Linked DNA regions of Mus musculus: all the other regions are linked to region 3. A link is a contact called in public HiCAR-type and HiChIP or PLAC-seq data. All regions are on one chromosome and are shown on one strand. Each heading gives the region's core, a stretch centred on a gene start, on an enhancer-like site or on the middle of the called end of the contact. The rest is flanking DNA. Distances are from core to core; before and after follow the strand shown. Region 1 holds the start of Slc25a22 (solute carrier family 25 (mitochondrial carrier, glutamate), member 22). Region 2 holds the start of Ccnd1 (cyclin D1). Region 3 holds the start of R74862 (expressed sequence R74862).

What was found. HiCAR-type assays count read pairs that join an accessible place to other places. HiChIP or PLAC-seq counts read pairs in DNA pulled down with a chosen protein or histone mark.
Region 1: a contact with region 3 is called in an HNF4G HiChIP or PLAC-seq map of pancreatic cancer cells. The contact joins the promoter of Slc25a22 here to the promoter of R74862 in region 3. A contact is called at or near these places in 2 of 39 promoter capture datasets (liver and pre-B cells) and 1 of 115 datasets of contacts at active chromatin or transcription factors (pancreatic cancer cells).
Region 2: a HiCAR-type map of astrocytes shows a contact between it and region 3, with 2.1 times the contacts expected there. The contact joins the promoter of Ccnd1 here to the promoter of R74862 in region 3. A contact is called at or near these places in 2 of 39 promoter capture datasets (liver and pre-B cells) and 2 of 115 datasets of contacts at active chromatin or transcription factors (astrocytes and large pre-B cells).

Annotation. Positions count from the first base shown.
Region 1 is chr7:141,436,018-141,440,001 of GRCm38.p6, forward strand. Slc25a22 (solute carrier family 25 (mitochondrial carrier, glutamate), member 22) reads right to left here and starts at 1,857. Exons shown (of 10, transcript NM_026646.3): 1 at 1,552-1,857. Pidd1 (p53 induced death domain protein 1) reads right to left here. Exons shown (of 16, transcript NM_022654.2): 12 at 3,775-3,898; 13 at 3,554-3,672; 14 at 3,361-3,474; 15 at 3,061-3,260; 16 at 2,096-2,830. The coding sequence ends at 2,572.
Region 2 is chr7:144,938,457-144,942,216 of GRCm38.p6, forward strand. Ccnd1 (cyclin D1) reads right to left here and starts at 1,375. Exons shown (of 5, transcript NM_007631.3): 1 at 1,040-1,375. The coding sequence starts at 1,237.
Region 3 is chr7:143,051,995-143,055,467 of GRCm38.p6, forward strand. It overlaps R74862 (expressed sequence R74862), which reads right to left and starts at 1,692. Exons shown (of 5, transcript NR_110354.1): 1 at 1,043-1,692. Cd81 (CD81 antigen) reads left to right here and starts at 756. Exons shown (of 8, transcript NM_133655.2): 1 at 756-1,072. The coding sequence starts at 1,007.

The DNA of each region.
Region 1 (3,984 bases), core at 607-3,106, 1.6 Mb before region 3:
CTTGCTCTCCACGCCATGCTCCAAGTGTAAACTAGATACAGCAGCTCTCCGCTACTCCATCTTTAGGAGAAGCCCCATCCTTCCTTATGCCTCTACCTTCAGTCTGCTGTCCCTGAGATGCTATCTCCTACATATCTGCGACCTGGGGACTTGGGTATTGTGTGTATCCTGGAAGTCAGACAGACAGTCTGAAGTCCATGGGGAAGAGCCAGGTAGGCACTGAGATCCCCAGGGCTTAGTCAGCCCTGTACCCTGAACTAAACAAAACAGGCGGGACACCAGAGAGAACAGTTGCTGAGCTGAGAGCAAAGGGGTTCTGCTGCCTGGAGCACCACACAAAGGGAACCGTCTGGTCTGTTTCCCGCCTCCCCCACCCAAAGAGTTTGGTTTTGATATAGGATTTTTTGAGACAAGATTGCTCTGGTTGAACTCACTGTGTAGAACATGTAGACCTCAAAGTCAGAGATCTGCCTGCCTCTGCCTCTTGAGTGCTGGGATTAAAGGCATGTGCCACCACCACTCCTGGCTTGTGTGTGTTGTGTGTGTGTTCTTTAATTCTCATCAGTTTGAGACACATGTCAGGGCTCCCTCGATGCTGTCTATGTTACCATAGAAACCTGATTGTCCAGTCAGGCCACTGAGGATCCAGAGCTTTCTGCCTTCTTCCCCTGTCAGGCCACAGGCCAACTGAGAAAAGCCCCGTTAGCATACAGAGGCTAACAGCTCCATACAGTTTCTTCCTCAATTTTCATGAATAAAGCTGCCTGTTTCCTACCTAAAAGAAATGCTGGTGACACTGGAGGCTCCCTCCTTTAATCCCAGCCCTCTGAGGCAGAGGCAGGTGGCTGTCTGTGAGTTCAAAGACAACTTGGTCTATAGAGAATTCCAGAACAACTAGCTCCACATAGAGAGACCCTGTCTGGAAGAAAGAAGGGGGGGGGGGGAAGAGAAGGGAGAGAGAGAGACTGGACTGGGGTTGAGCCTCACCACTTGAGTGCCCTTCCCCCAATCCAGTCTCCCTTGCCCCTTCCTCTTAGGGAGGTTAGCTTTGTCTTGCTAGCTAGGAGGACCACAAAGAGGTTTCCCACAGAAAGGTACTCCAGCTGTCCTACAAAGGAAAAGCAGTATGGGGCACATCCTCTGTTCCAGGCCAGATCATGCCCTTTACCCCAAGGTCCGGGCTCAGCTGGCCTCGTTATCTCCAGACAGACAACGCGGACTCTGACCATATACGTGCCCACGCAAGTCCAGTGGGCTCTCACGTGTGCAGCACCCCCCACCCCTGGCAGAAATAACTCCAGCCTCGGCTCTGGAGCGTCCACACTGCTGGGACACGTGTGCGCGGGGAGCGCGCCCGGCAGAGCCGGGACCGAGCACGGCCTTCCACACCCGGAGACAGCCGGTCGATGTACCCATTAGGTTCAGGCTCCGCCAAAGCCGCAGTGTCTGAGCAGATGTCACCTCTCCCAGCCACCAATGCCACCCTTTTTCCTCCCTGCAACCCAGCCAGATTTGAGTGGGCGCCACGGGAAATGACCGGCTAGCACTCACCACACTGCAGCCGCCGGGATCGCTTCCCCGCTGTGCCGCGCGCGGGGCCTGCACCTAGGCGGGGAGGCGCGTCTCTCGGAGGCGCGCCCGCTCCGCCCTAAGTTTTTGCTGCCTTCGGCTCCCCCTCCCGGCCGGCGTGGCCACTACCACAGCCTCAGGCCACCCTTGAGGGAGTGGGCTTTCTGGCGTATCCCTAGGCCCTCCTTGTTCCTATCTCAAAGCCCTGAAAGACTGAGAATAGGTAGGAGGGAAGCATGGGGATGGGACGGTCTGGGGAAGGTTTGGTCCCGGAGCTTTAGGAGAGATGCTCCTTAGACACCGCCCATAAGACTCTGGTGGGCAGGGCTTATGCAGCATTCTGTCACAGATGACTTTGTATCCTTACCTGCTGCAGGGTTACTATGTAGAATAGTTCCTCCCCACCCCTGGGGAATATTACTCATCAGTGCCTAGAGATGGCTCACTGAGCAAAGGTGTTTGCAACCAAGCCGAGTGACCCCGAGTTCATTCACATAGACGGGGGAGAATGATCTCTGCAAAGGTATTCTGTCTCACACACACAATAAATAGCTTTTATTTTATTTGTATGGATGTTTTGCCTGCATACTTGTCTGCACACATGTGTGCCTGGTGTCTGTGGGGGCCAGAGGAAGGGGCTGACCCTTCAGAACTGGAGTTACAGATTGTCATGAGCCATCAGGTAGGTAGAGGAAACAAACTAGGTTCCCTGAAGGAGCAGCTAGTGTTGTTAACTACTGAGCCATCTCTCCCTCCAGGCCTTCTCTGCTCCCATCTTAGCAGAAGGGCCTGGCATGGTAGCAAGTATGGGCAACCTGCTCTCTATCCTTTATGTAAAACAATCTCTGAGATGTACTCACTGTGAGTTGGAGGCTAGCTTGGGCTAGACAGTGAGTGGGTTTTTGTATGCTGGGGCACTGGAGCACACGGGTGAGGTAGAAGGATAGGGCTCTGCCCACTGGTCGAGTCAAGTTTAAAGCTATCTTAATTAAGTCTGTAAGCCTAGGCCTGTGCAGACTCTGGAGTCTGTGAAGCCGAGGTGCCAGGCAGAGTAGAATCCTCAGGGGCCAGCCCTGTGCGTCGAATGCTGTCCTGGTACTTGTGGCGGCCAAGCTCCAAGATGGCACGCACCTCTTCAGCCACATCCCGCCGATCACTCTGTTCCAAGGCCTGTACCAGGTGTCCCACAGCTCCAGGCTGTCCAGTCTGGCGCTCAGCCCAAGAGAAGAGCATGTGTCGGACCTGGCCATCCAGGTCATCCCTGGAGGGGTGGTGATGAAGACGTTTGCCCAGGAACACACACAGAGGCTCAACATACCTCAAAAGTTCCTTGGGCTAGTGACCAGACCCTCCTTTTCCAGGCTGGTATTTGCTCTATCCCCACCTCCTTGAAATCTTTCAGCTAATGTGCAGGGGTGGAGGGTGGGGGAGATGTCAGCCTTGAACCTGAAGCTGGGAGTCAGCAGGATCACTAGAACTCCTGAAGCTCACCTGAATTCATGCCGGATACGCTGTAGCTTATGGTAGGGCATGCCTAGGTGCAGGGCCACAGCTGGCCAGTCAGGACCTAGGCGTGAGGCCACACTCAGCAGGTTGCTCTGAGTCAGGAATCCAGTTTCTGCATCACCCAGGTTCAGAGGCATCAAGGAGAAGTCAGTCCCCTGCCCACTCCCCTGGGCACCCCGGAGTCTCTGTCAGGAGGCAAGGATACAGAAAGCTTGGACCCATTCTCTTATCTTTGGTCACCCTGGGACTGTCTCCTCTTGTCAGCTGAAGCCTCTGCAGCCTCACCGGTAGCTTGATGGGCAAGGTGGCCATCCACAGTGCATCTGTACCCTTCCTCTGCCGGGCAGCCTCTGCCTCTGCAGGTACCTCCACAGGAAGTGAACCCCGATAAAAGGACACCTGAGGAAGGAGCATGCGGGGTTCAGAGCTGACCTCGGATCCAGGCACCTCAGTCCAGGATCCTGACACATGAGCCCACCTGTCCTCGAACATCCTGAGCTTCCCGGTCCAAGGCTGTGGTGATGTATACCTCCTTTACGTTCTTCAGGTGTGAATAGAAGACAAAGCAGATTCTGCCATCCACACAGTCTGGACGGTCTGGTGGGGGGGGCGGGGGGTTGGGGGAGGCAGGGGGGAGAAGCAAATCAGTAGGAGGGGCCAAAGTGTCACTCCCCAGGGCACCCTGGAAAAGAGACCTACCTGCATCTACATCAATGCCCCGCTCAAAGGCTGCAAAGAACTTCTCACCCTCAAACATCTCCACAGTCTCAGAGGGTTCAGGGCCACGGTAGCGAACCAGCAGCCGACTCAGGGTGGCATCTACCTGTGGGGCACCCACCAGGGATCAGAGGCCAAAGCTTTGTACCCAGCCTGGCCTTCAGGTCACCCCTCTGTCTTCCTGCTGCCCCA
Region 2 (3,760 bases), core at 125-2,624, 1.9 Mb after region 3:
TCCCAGACGTCATCTTTTCAAAAAATATTTAAAAATATTTAAAAAATAACTAGGTGCCTAAAAACGACCTGAAAATAACCATCGGACGACCCTTGATCCAAGCCGAGGGTCAGGAGCTCAGTGGACATCGGGGGGTGAGCTCCAGCAACTCAAACTCCGGGGGCCCCCCTTTTGCAGGGTGCGGGCGCTGTTTGCCTCTACAAGGGCATTATGCCTCACTTTAAAAATTATTTTAAAATATTTTGGGACCCCTGAGTCTCCTGCTGAACATCTGAAAATGTGCTTTTGTCCCCCTCCGCCCCCAGTTTGACCTAGACAGGTTCCTCCAAATCCAGAACCGCACGCACAACAGTCAGTCTCATTGACTAGGGGGCCACGCGACCTTGCAGCCTGGCGTTTTCTCTGGGCCAGGCAGCGTGTGCGGGGTACCCAGGTCCGCTGTTTGAACAAAGAATCCCCCACCCCAAATATTCCTCACACTGTCTTATTTAGTGATTCCCGGCCGCCACGAGGCCCCTCGTGCCTGTCCCAGCGCCCCTACTGCCGCTCCCTGCCCTGCCCCCAATTATTAATAAACACTTTTTGCTTTGCAATAAAGGAGCAAAGATGGCGCATAATATTGGCACGAGCGGCCCTTGCATACGTGTCCATGGATATTAATTTAAAAATCAAATTTATGCCCCCTCCCCCCTTGAGCTGGCGAAACGCGCAGGGGCGGCCCCCGCCGAGGCGCTGCAGGAATGGGGCACAAGCGGGGGCCACAGAAGCTCAGCCTGCACCCTCTGTGGTGTCGCTGACACCGTCCTCCCTCGAAGGCACCCCTCCCCGACTGCCCTCCACCAGGAAAAGGAATTCCCATCTTCCCAACTCCCAAACCTTCCTCGTTCAAAAGGACCCAATCTATTTATTTTGTGAATACCGAGTCCTAGCAACGCACCCGGAAAACTCCGTGACGGAAGGGAAGAGAAGGGAGGAAGATGTTGGTGATAGCAACAAGTTGCCAGGGGGTCCCAAGCTAGCAGCCTGTAAAGTCTCTTACCTCCAGCATCCAGGTGGCCACGATTTTCCGCATGGATGGCACAATCTCCTTCTGCACGCACTTGAAGTAAGATACGGAGGGCGCACAGGTCTCCTCCGTCTTGAGCATGGCTCGCAGCACCCGGTCGTTGAGGAGATTGGTGTCAGGGTACGCGCGGCGGATGGTCTCCACTTCGCAGCACAGGAGCTGGTGTTCCATGGCGCGGCCGTCTGGGGAGGGCTGTGGTCTCGGTTGGGCTCCGGTGGCGGCTGCTGACGCGCGCTGCCTCGCGCTGTACTGCCGGTCTCCGGAGCGCGCGGAGTCTGTAGCTCTCTGCTACTGCGCCGACAGCCCTCTGGAGGCTGCAGGACTTTGCAACTTCAACAAAACTCCCCTGTAGTCCGTGTGACGTTACTGTTGTTAAGCAGAGATCAAAGCCGGGCAGAGAAAAGGGGGAGGGGGAGGGCCGAGGCGGGTGCAGGGGGAGGGGGCTCGGGAGCAGTGAGGGGGGGGGGCGGCGGGGGGGGGGCAAGCCCAAACCCTTCCCCCTCAGCCTTCGTAGATATGCAAATCGCTCGGACTGCTTCTCTCCAAACTGGGAAAGAGCGGGGCAAGGGGGAGGGGGGCTTCTTTCCCTAAGAGGGTCCTCCGAGACCTGTGGAGGTGGGGTAGTGGCGGCTCTGGACAGGAGGACAGCTAGGAGGGAGGCCAGGCCACACGCAAGCCAAGGAAGAATGTATGGAAGGGGAGCCTGGGGGTGCAAGGACACCCTGTTCTTAAACCGGGAGAATGGGTGCGTTTCCGAGTACGCCACGAGGCACCCACAGGCGGACCCATTGCTTAGAAATCCCAGCGTCCCTGTCTTCTTTCAATTTCATCAACACGTGTAAAATTCAGGAACTGTGTAACACCCGAAGATGCCAGACGAGCCCTAAGCTCTCGTGCAGGCTCCATCCTGGCGCACTGGGGTGGTTGCAAAGGGCCAGAGGGGTATCTGAACTTTAAAGGATCCCCAGCCTAGCATGCGCTCGCTCAAAAATAAAATAAAACCCCGAAAATTCCAGCAACAGCTCAAGATGGTGGCCATTATTTCATCTATTCCTCCTCGCTGGGGGGGTGGGGTGGGATCTGAGATTTGTCTTCATACAGTGACCGGTTTATCCTGGCCAGGGTCCCCCAGTATCCCCCTCCTCCACTGCAGGCGGTTTGCCCAAGAAAAATAAACCGTTGAAGAAAAGGTTGAGACACGATAGGCTCCTTCCTAATTTATTTTTTAATTAAGAAAAGTAAATCGCTGCAAGTTATTAGTCGCCCTTCCAGGAACCAGACCACCGGAAGCTTCTTGATTGGCTTCGTTGAGGGTGGTGGTGTTTCTCCACCTTTAGAATTGCAGTCTTGAGTTGGGGGAGGGGGGGGGCGGCTGGTGAGAATCAAGATAAACTTGTGAGCCGATAAGGTGATATTTAAAGAGAATCTATAGATGGTCGTGGTTAACTGAATGGACTCCTAAGTTTATAATTTATAGATTCAAATAAAATATTTTTAGAATAAAGCGGTTCCACCACCTTCGTCCATTATTTAGTTCCCTAGTTTTGGAAACGTTTTCACAATACCCGACTTCAAGCTAGGCGAACTATTCACACACATTTCCCACGGAATACTTTCGTGTCCCAGAAGAAACTGGTAAAGGAGCGCACAGCGTCCAGGCGGCACACAAGACGCAAACCCCTCACCTTCCGAGCTCATGCCTTCCGCTCCCCCTCCCCCGACATTGGGGTCCCTAAAGTCCGGACCCTTCGGGACAGTGATTCCACTGTAGCTCCGAAGGTGGTGGGTGGCCCGGGCAGAGTGCCCACGCTTGCTCTGGCCACAGGCCCCGCCAAGCCTGGGAGCCTTAGCCTAAGCACGAGGGCGGCCAGGCTGCCTTTTCATTCATAAAATCCCTACCGGGCGGCAGTAAGCATGATTTATGGGGCTGCGCGCTATCACCCGCGGCTGAGTGCCTGCGAACTGAGCAGGCTAGCCTAGCCAGGGTGCGCCACCAAGGGCAGCGGGGCATAAAGGGGCTCGCCCACCCTGCAGCACGGGCTAGCGACCCGCAGCCACCCCCCACCACCGCCACCGCGGGAAAGACCAGGAAACTGAAATTTGCATGAGCCAATCCGGACTCAGTGCTGTTACTAGGCGGACCGGGCAGATCTCCACGAGGAACTTCGTTGAGCTCTGCGCTCAGGGAGAGGAGCAAAAGTGCAAGTCCGGTTGGCGGGCGTGTAGAGCCGTCCAGGAACCCGTGGGGGAGGCGCAGGAATTTGGGACCCGGCGGGGAGCGCCCTTCCTCCATCCTGGAAACCCTGCTTGTCCGAATCCCGAGCCCAGGAGGTGGGCTGCAATTCAGAGTTCTTTCCGGGACAACTGCTTTAGGAATCTCAGAGAAAGAACTTGGATTTTTATTTTCCAGAGAAATAGTAACTTAAACACAAACACCCACTTTCTTTTGCAATTTTAACTTTACATTGGCTTTAAAAAAATCTCGTGGCAGGAACTGTCCGCTCTGGGCTTAAAGTGTTCTGCGCTTATTTGTCAGTGACCTTTTGGAGACAAAAGGCCACTTGCCCAGCCGAGAGGGAACCACGTTATTTGGAAAGAAAATCTCAAAGTAACTTTAATCCCCTTTCGGATTTCCTGCCTCCTCGAACCCTACCCCTACCCCCACCTGACTGGAGCCAAGGTTCCAAAGAGAGC
Region 3 (3,473 bases), core at 442-2,941:
GAAGGGAATGCCAAGATTTCACAGGAATATCATCTATGATGACAGCAGCCATTCCTCACCCGGGAAGGAAGCACCTCTGCCCTCTGAATCTTTCCTCACTTCCTTATTAATCCCAGCTTTCAGGGAACCAGCTAGAGGATGGAGGATGGACTCTTGGAAGGCACAGCCAGGATGGCATGAATATTTGAAGGTGCCCCTGAGGGTTCTCGAGCCTAAAGACTGGCTAAAGACATTGGGTACACTATTGACCTTCCCAAATGCAGCCTCCAGAACTGCAGCCAGGAACTCTATCTGTGAGATAGGGGATTAGCAAGGCTACAAAGAATTCCATTCTAGACCTTCAGGCCCACGGAGTTGCTGCCTGGGAGATCAATATACACAAAACATGTTAACTTTTAAGACTCTTTACTGTCGAGACACCTCCACTAGGGTACCCTCCGGGAAAGTCCAAGGCGTCCGAGTACCGGAGGAAGTAAGTGTGGCTTCTTTGGGGCAGTATCTTGTGGCCAGTTCTTAGTCGCGACCCAGAAGCCTGCCCCGAGGGTTGGGAACCCTTAAGAAACTTGGAGATTCATCCTGCGCACGCACAGTGCACCGAGTCCCCAAGAACCAGCTGCACCAAGTTCCAGAACGCTTACTCTGGGACTGAGGTGGCAGCACCCACCCAAGTACCCCTGGTCCGGGCACCCCGCGGGCGGAAGGCGGGGCCAGGGGTGGAGCGTCCTCTGGGCGGGGCCTCGGAGGGGCGGGACCTAGAGGTCTATAAAGAGTGAGGAGCTAGGCGCGCGCGCCCGGTCCGAGCGAGCGCGTCCTTGCTTCAAAGAGATAGTGACTCTCGCGCCTCCGGCTAGGCCTCCAGCCCTTCTCTACCCTACGTCTCATTCTCCGCAACGCAGTTCTCCGGCCCGCAAGCGCTCCAGGCTATCTGCCAGTCCCGGACCCCGGTACTGCGTCCCCATACCGCCCGCTCCAGGACCAATCCAAGCTCCGCAGGCCGCGCACCGCCATGGGGGTGGAGGGCTGCACCAAATGCATCAAATACCTGCTCTTCGTCTTCAATTTCGTCTTCTGGGTGAGCAGCCACTGGGGACAGGGCGCACCCCACGGTAGCCAGGCTGGGCAGCGCGCTAGGCCCTGCTGAGAAGGCGCAGCGCAACCGCGAAGTTGCGGCGCCACCTGTGGGCTCCGTGCGCCGATCGGGGTCCTGGCGCCCCTCGCCAGCGGGTTGAGGCCGAGGGCTGAGCTTCTGGGCCTCGGCTCGAGGGGCTTCTGGGGCCGGGAAATCAGGGGATCGCTGGCCTGTCCCCTCTGAGTGCTGGGAACTGGTGCAAGAGTCTGCGGGCTAGAGCCAGGTAATCAAGAGCCCTCAGCTATGAAGGGGGTACTCGCACCCTCCTGAATGTTGTTTTGGGGACCATCCTGCATCGCGAGCAGTGAGGGGGGTCGAGAAGGGCGGGATCTTGGCGCCCCGCCCCCATGAGCTCATCCTAGCCACCGCCCCTGGATAGGCGGCCTCGAAGTGGTGGGGGCACGCTCCGTACTTGCCTCGGAGACCTCAACCCCACTATTACTCCACCCTTGCTTACCCTCCAGCTTGGTATTGCCACCCTGGGGGCTCGAGCTCCAGGCCTAGAAGGCAGGGCAGCCCGGGCCGCGTGCTGCTGCGCACGGTGCCCCAGTTCTTGGCCACCCCCACCCCCATTCCCCCAGCTGCCCCTCCTCCTTGCCTGTCGTCTCCTGCACAGATTACAGCCCCGGCCTGACCCTTAGATCCTGAGAGGAAGAGGGTATGCAGTTCTGAGTTGGTGAAGGCCAGGGTGTTGCAAAGATCTGGGATCTGTACAAACCAGGAGCTTAGGATCTTTTCCTATATACAGGATCTAAGCTGGGCTCTCCACTTTGGAAAGAAGTGCACACCCATTTGGTCATCTTGGAAAGGAGACATGGGTATAAGAGGGTCTCCAAGTGTCCCTGGGTCCTGACTGTCTTCACTGCTGGGGAGTAGCCATTGGTGGTATGGGCTTCTTTCCATTTCCTAACTGGGTTGGGAATGGGGAGTCTTAACAGACCTGCCTGCGGGCACTTGAGTGAGCAGTGCTGGCCACTCCTCTGGACAGTGGTGCCACCCTCCCTGCTGCAGTGCACAGACTGCTGTTCCCACCACCCTCCTTCCCAGGAAGAAATGAGGTTATGCCAAGACAATGTTTCTCTAAAGTTGTTCCTGAGAGGGCAAACTTGTACAACGGCCCCTGGAGTGAGTGTGTTGGACAGGGGACACCTGTTTTCCATCGAGGACTGCTGAAGATCCCAGGGCGGGTCAGGGTGGGGTGGAGGGGAATAAGACGTTGGGGATGGGCAGGAACTGGGCTGAACTCAGCTGGGGCTATGTATGCTCACGCGGTGCTGCAGGGACCAAGATTGTCAGTCACGGTGACTCCAGAGAACACATTCTAGGGAGCAGCATGGGCGATGGGGTTAAACTTGCTCTGCCCGGGCATGCCTTGGGGTCTCGACTGGGTAGTCATGTTGGACAGTGCTTGCCTACTCTGAACCATGCAAGGAATTGAATGCACCCTCAAGAAGTGTGTTATCCACCCCACCCCACCCCCATTATTCTTCAGATGTGGGATGTCAGGATCCTGTAGGGTATTTCTTTCTTTCTTTTTTTTCTTTTTTTGCTCACCCACCTGATCCAAGCGCTAGACCCTCAGACTCCCTGGAGTGCTGAGGCTGGGTGAAGCTGCTCGTTTCCCAGGCAGCTGGGGTGGAGTCCCAACATGTCCCTGGGGTCTCTATTGAGGCTCCAGGAAACGGTTCTGAAGCCTCTCCCTGCTCCCAGGGACCTGCCTACTGACTGCAGAACAGTGAAAACTGTAGCCTTTCACAATCCCACAGACCTCTCCTCCCTACTCATGTTGGCCCCACAGTGGATAGGGATGTGGAGCAGAACCAGGCTACAACTGGTGGACACCACCCTGGCAGAGGGACTCCTTTTGTCCCTCGTGTGGCAAGGTTTGTACTGTGGCTGATAGTTCCCTGATATCATGAAATTGAACCTTTGGGGAGCCCCACCCCACCACTCTGGCCCTTAGTCTTCACTTCCTCCCTCTAAAGTGGGAGTTCTTGGGGGTCTCTGTCTCCTAGGATTGTGTGTAGACTAGCTAATGTACTCCAGAGTGGGGCAAGGGGCTTGGAGCAGAGAAGGCTCAGGAAATGGACACTGGACACAGTCTCCAAAAGGGAGTGGGGCCAAAGGAAGCTGAGCAATGATGTCAGAAGGGCCTAAGGAGGGGGCTGAGAGGTCCTTTGGGCCGTGGTGGGGGCGGGGGCTAAGAGCTCTAAGAAGGGAGATTTGGTTGACAGTAAATGTTTCGATGGACACTTTTTAAAATTTCCAGTTTGAAGATTAAAGTGGTTTCTCTGTGGGAGGGGACATTCCGGGCACACTAACCTGCCTGCTGTCACTCCCACCA